Linked DNA regions of Pan troglodytes: region 2 is linked to region 1. The links are chromatin contacts, called in public Hi-C maps. All regions are on one chromosome and are shown on one strand. The core of a region is the stretch at or near the end of the contact, and the rest is flanking DNA. Distances in the headings are between cores, read along the strand shown. Region 1 overlaps AP3D1 (adaptor related protein complex 3 subunit delta 1). Region 2 overlaps DOT1L (DOT1 like histone lysine methyltransferase).

What was found. Hi-C and Micro-C count contacts between places; a contact is called where the count stands out from the background.
Region 2: a contact with region 1 is called in a Hi-C map of induced pluripotent stem cells, with 2.0 times the contacts expected there. The contact joins two enhancer-like sites.

The regions. Positions count from the first base shown.
Region 1 is chr20:4,423,856-4,426,555 of NHGRI_mPanTro3-v2.0_pri, reverse strand. AP3D1 (adaptor related protein complex 3 subunit delta 1) reads left to right here. Exons shown (of 32, transcript XM_054673482.1): 12 at 1,053-1,198; 13 at 1,666-1,814; 14 at 1,885-2,115. Among named protein-coding and RNA genes, the nearest start is that of IZUMO4, 25 kb to the right of the region's middle. Within about 2 kb of position 1,390, at least 1 of the 24 cell types and tissues checked has an H3K27ac peak or open chromatin away from gene starts, as enhancers often do. A contact at or near this core is called in induced pluripotent stem cells, where this site is marked.
Region 2 is chr20:4,502,322-4,505,021 of NHGRI_mPanTro3-v2.0_pri, reverse strand. It overlaps DOT1L (DOT1 like histone lysine methyltransferase), which reads right to left. Exons shown (of 29, transcript XM_063800991.1): 8 at 945-1,000. Among named protein-coding and RNA genes, the nearest start is that of MIR1227, 35 kb to the left of the region's middle. Within about 2 kb of position 1,376, at least 5 of the 24 cell types and tissues checked have an H3K27ac peak or open chromatin away from gene starts, as enhancers often do. A contact at or near this core is called in induced pluripotent stem cells, where this site is marked.

The sequences.
Region 1 (2,700 bases), core at 141-2,640:
GCATGTGGGTGCCCCCATGCTGCTCTGTTGAGGAATCAGAATTAGCGGCCCCTGCCTGGTACCTTGTACCTGGGCGGTGTTTTGGACGCTCATTTTGAAGCCAGGTCTTTTTGTTGAGAGCAGGAGTTGGCAAACTCGCCTGCAACAGCCCAGATAGTGGAGTGGCCCCCCTTATCTGAGGTTTCAGGTACCCCCAACACAGTCCAAAAATAGGCAAGCACCCCGCAGTCGGGTATTGCAAGAGAGACCGCGATCACATACCTTTTGTGACTGTGTTTTATGGTTGTTCTGTTCTTAGTTACTATTAGTTGTTCATTTCTTACTGTGCCTAATGTACACTCTGAACTTCGCCATAAGCACAGACGTGTCAGAAAAACACCCACACGCGGGTCTCAGTACCGCCCGCCGTGTCAGCCTTCCACTGGGGTCATGGGCCCATCCCCCACGGGTAGGTGGGGACTACTGCGTTTTCTCCGTGGACCTCACAGTGTCTGTCTCTGCTCAGTGCTGCCCCGTGGCCTGAAAGCCACCGTGGATGGCGGTATGTGAATGGGTTCAGCTGTGTGCCCTGTGGCTGGGGTGGCCCTGGCTTAGGTTGTGGCATCTGTGCCTCATGCCCAGCCACCCTTAGCTGTCCGTGAGCTGGTTTGGGCTAATCGGGTGAACAGTGAGTACTGGGTACAGGTGAGACCCTGCCTTGGGCCGAGGGTGTCTGCTGCTGCTGGAAAGTCTTCTCTGCGTTCTTCCCTGCACTGGCTGGGTGGGAAGAGGAGAGCTGACAGCAGCTACTACAAGGTGGTAGTAGGTAGGGGAGGCCTTCCTGAGGGAGCCGGCATGGGGGCAGCCTGCACCCCGGCTCCCAGGGAGAGGGCTCTGCTAGGGCGACATCCCTCGTGGTGAGCTCCAGCTGGGATACTTGCTCTGTCCACCCCCAGGTTGCCAAGGCCAGGCAGCCTCCCGAGGTGGAGACCCGGCCCGGAGAGCCTTGGGCCCTGCCTGCACCCTGCTGCCTGTGTCCGTCCCATTGACCTGGCTCTGGCCTCTCTCTGCAGTGAAGTACCTGGGGCTGCTGGCAATGTCCAAGATCCTGAAGACCCACCCCAAGTCCGTGCAGTCCCACAAGGACCTCATCCTGCAGTGCCTGGACGACAAGGACGAGTCCATCCGGCTGCGGGCCCTGGACCTGCTCTATGGGATGGTGCGTGCCCTCTGTCCGCCGCCCGCCCGCCTGGCCTTAGTTCTCTAAGGGACATTAAGTGTCAGGTGCAGAGCCACGTGGAATGCATGGAGTCCCCTCACACTCGGCCATCAGTTAGTGTGGTGGGGCAGGGCAGAGGGGCGCCAGTCCTGGTCCATGCCTGTCTTCCAGGGCCTGTGTGGAGGGGGCGGGGCCAAGCCCATGCCTGTCTTCCAGGGCCTGTGTGGAGGGGGCGGGGCCAAGCCCGCAGAACAGACTGTGCTGGGCCAGTTGTTGCTCCCTGGCTGGGGTCGTGTGCCTCTAACCCAGCCCACATCGCAGGGGCCTGCTGCCTCCCTGGCATCGATCTGTGAATCCGGGTCCGCCTGTGTCCCGTGGATTCTGTCTCAGGAGCAGGTGTTGGGTGTCTCACCAAGCAGGCCCCAGGCTGGGTCCGCTCTCACCACTGTCTGTACGCTTTTGCCCAGGTGTCCAAGAAGAACCTGATGGAGATTGTGAAGAAGCTGATGACCCACGTAGACAAGGCAGAGGGCACCACCTATCGTGACGAGCTGCTCACCAAGATCATTGACATCTGCAGCCAGTCCAACTACCAGTACATCACCAACTTCGAGTGGTGCGTCCCGCTCCCAGGGGTGTGGCCGGGGGTTCTGTGGCGCCACTCACTCACCGCCTCTGCCCCACAGGTACATCAGCATCCTGGTGGAGCTGACCCGGCTGGAGGGCACACGGCACGGCCACCTCATCGCCGCCCAAATGCTGGACGTGGCCATCCGCGTGAAGGCCATCCGCAAGTTCGCCGTGTCCCAGATGTCTGCGCTGCTTGACAGTGCACACCTGCTGGCCAGCAGCACCCAGCGGAACGGGATCTGTGAGGTGCTGTACGCTGCAGCCTGGATCTGCGGGGAGTTCTCAGAGTGAGTGGGCGCTGGGCCTCTGGGCTGGCAGCTTCTCCAAGCTTCCGAGGGGTAGGGACCAGGGATGTGCCTGGCAGATCCTTCCTACCGTCTCCCATCGCCCTGCCACCCCGGCCGTCTTGCAGGTCCGTGGGTTTCCAGCACCTGTCCCCTGACAATGGTCGGGCCCATTCCCCCTTTACAGAGGCGAGTCTGTGCTGCCCTGTCTGCCCTCTGCCCTCGGGCATCTGTGGCGTTCCCAGGAGATTGTAGATCCCGTGGGCACTAGGACTGGGAGGTGGGAGGATCCATGGGGTGGGCTGCAGATGGGGGGCTGGCCCTGGGCATCTGCAAGGCTCAGTTCCAGCTGGGCGCGTGGCAGCCCTTCTGAGCCCTGTTTGCCGTAGGTGAGGTGGGAGCTCCGTGTAGCAGTTAGGTGGCCCAGGGAGGCACCTGCTCAGCCCCAGCCTGCCTGCGCCAGGCCCCTCTGGAGGCACAGGGGTCTCAGTGCCAGGTTCCAGGTGGGCCGCAGGGATGGGTCTTATCGACACTGCCCCTGCCGTCTCCAGGAATGTCAGCTTCTCCTTGGCCGAGAGGACAGATCAC
Region 2 (2,700 bases), core at 127-2,626, 78 kb before region 1:
GGGGTGAGGGAGGAGGAGTGAGGGAAGAGGAGGAGTGAGGGAGGAGGAGGAGTGAGGGAGGAGGAGGAGTGAGGGAGGAGGAGGAGTGAGGGAGGAGGAGGAGTGAGGGAGGAGGAGGAGTGAGGGAGGAGGAGGAGTGAGGGAGGAGGAATGAGGGAGGATGAGGGGTGTGGGGAGGACGAGGGGCACAGGGAGGACAAAGAGTGCTGGGAGGATGAGGGGAGCAGGGAGGATGGCAGGACTGGGGGAGCAGGGCCCAGCCGGCTGCTGACCCCACCTCCCCGGCTGCCCTCACAAGCGCCTTGGGCCTCCAGGGTCCCTGGCACACGCTGGAGTGCTGTGGCCACACCCAGGCTGGGCAGTGGAAAGCACGGGGGCCCAGCCCAACCATACAGAGCCCATGGCCACCAGGACAAACAGGTGGCGGTGGGGACGGACCTGGACAGTGCCCTGAGCTCCCAGGCCTGGGTGCAAGGTGGCGCGGAGGGGCAAGCCCAGGCAGTGCAGAGGTGGCTTTTGGGACCAGGAGGGGCCGCTCCCTCGAGCAGCCCTCATTGCGTTGTGTGGGTGCAGCCACTCCAGAAGGGATGGATGGAGACAGGAAGACCCCCAGACCAAGCCTGAGCGGGGAGGAGGCCCAGGAACCCAGGCGAGAGGGGCCCACAGTGTCCCAAAGTCAAGGGGACAGGCAGCAGGAACGGGCTCACTGCCAGCAGGGTCTGCAGGGCCGACAGGAGCTCTGCTGGGCATGTCTGCTCTGCGCGCCCGCACAGGGAGACCCAGCGTGAGGGAAAGGCGCCCTTCCTGTCCCCACCGGCCTCTTTCCTGCCACAGCCAGCACAGGAGCGAGGGGCCGCTCCCGGTCCCCGGTCCCCGGTCCCATGGCCACCGCCCGCCTGTGAGCACACACCCCACGTGCCCTGCATGCCCCACGCTGGCCATACCTCGTGTTGGCGATTCGCTCCCTCCACTCTTCTGAGAGGAAATCGCCTCTCTCCAACTGAAAGAGAAAACAGGTGTGAGCGCGGACCCCCGGCCTCCCTGGCACCCCCAGCCCGCCCAGCCCCTGTGAAGAAAGAATGGAATGAACACAGCTCCGCTTGCAGTGAAGGAGCAGGAGGAGGCCCAGGCCCCACCGGCTGCAGCCCTGGGAGCTGCAGGCAGAAGGGTCCGTGAGAGGGATGCGCAGAGAACGGGCAGGACCTCCTGAGAAGCCGGGACAGGTCCTCGTGCTCCAGCATCCGCTTGGGGAGGCCAGGCCCAGCCAAGGGGACTGTGGTCACACCAACACACACCTGCAAGCCACGCTGCAGTCTCCTAGAAATGTAAGCTCAAAATCAGGGGCTGCAGCCACTCTCAGGACCAGAGGCGGCCAGCAGGGGCGCCCTGAGGCAGGGCCTGCAGCCCCCACCATGCTGGGCTCCAGGCAGGGCCTGAGGGAGGCCACGGGGCGCTGGGGGGCACCCTCCGTGGCAGGCAGCGACACTCGGCCAGGCTGAGAAAGCCTAGCGCCGAGCTCTGTCCCTCCCTCACCAACCACAAGAAACACGCACACAGGGAAGCTGAGCCGCCAGTCCCTGGGGGCGTCTGCCCTGAGCACCGCTGACGGCCTGCTAACAGCAGCGCTGTCCCCACAGCCCCACGCCACACTCACAGCAAGGCCAGCTGCAGCCCGACGCCAGTCCACCTCCAGACCTCAAGACCTGGCACTGTCCAGGAGAAAACACCTCTTATTAACCTAGCTGTCCAACACGGTAGCATCTGGACAACCAAGACACCGCCTTTCAAATCCTTCAAAAACACTACCACCTCCATTCCCAGGAGAAATAAAAACATGTCCACACAAAAGCCCGGACACAAATGCCTCCAAAAGCCAACACAACTCATCACAGCCAAAAGGTGGAAGCAGCCAAGTGTCCATCAGCAGATGAAAGATCAACACAGCACAGCGAGGCCGTGCACACATGGAAGCAGGACCCCAATGAGAACAGGAGCCAGGCTCCAACCCAGGCCACAGCGCGGATGCACCTTGAGGACGCCACGCTCAGTGAGAGACGCCAGACACAGAAGGCCACGCAGTGTCTGATCCTGTTTCTGTGAAATGTCCAGGACAGGCCCATCCAGAGACAGGAAGGGGATTCATGCTGGGGGCTGGACTAGTTGGGGGTGAGGGCACCTGGGTCACAGCAGAAGCCCACACCAGCACCCCAAGAGCCGAGGGAGGACCAGCAACACTCCTTTTCACACAACAGCCACAGGCCTGGTGCCCCACCCAGTGTCTCTCAGGATGGGGAGGGAGTCCCTGAGCAGAGAGGGTAACACAAGCAAGCCGCTGCCCCAAGCAACAGGGTGGCCCACCCACTCAGTCCCAGAGAGACAGGGACACCCCCCCAGGCCCGGAGGACAGGGCCACTCATCCACCCAGACGCAGATCCAGAGGGCAGGGCCACCCGCCCCGGCCACGAGCAGCTGCACATCCTCCACTCTCCAAGGCCGGGGGAAGCCCCCAGGAGGGGAGGAGACGGGATGGGAGGTGCGCAGGCGAGCCATCCTGAGCCTCTGCAGGTGCTGGGCCACCCCCCACACCCGTCTCCTCCCTCTCCACACCTGACAGACCCTCTGAACATCCCTCATTCCCCGTGGACAAGCCACCCAGGAAATGACTCAAATCCCAAGTCCTGAGCAGCACTAAGCAGATCC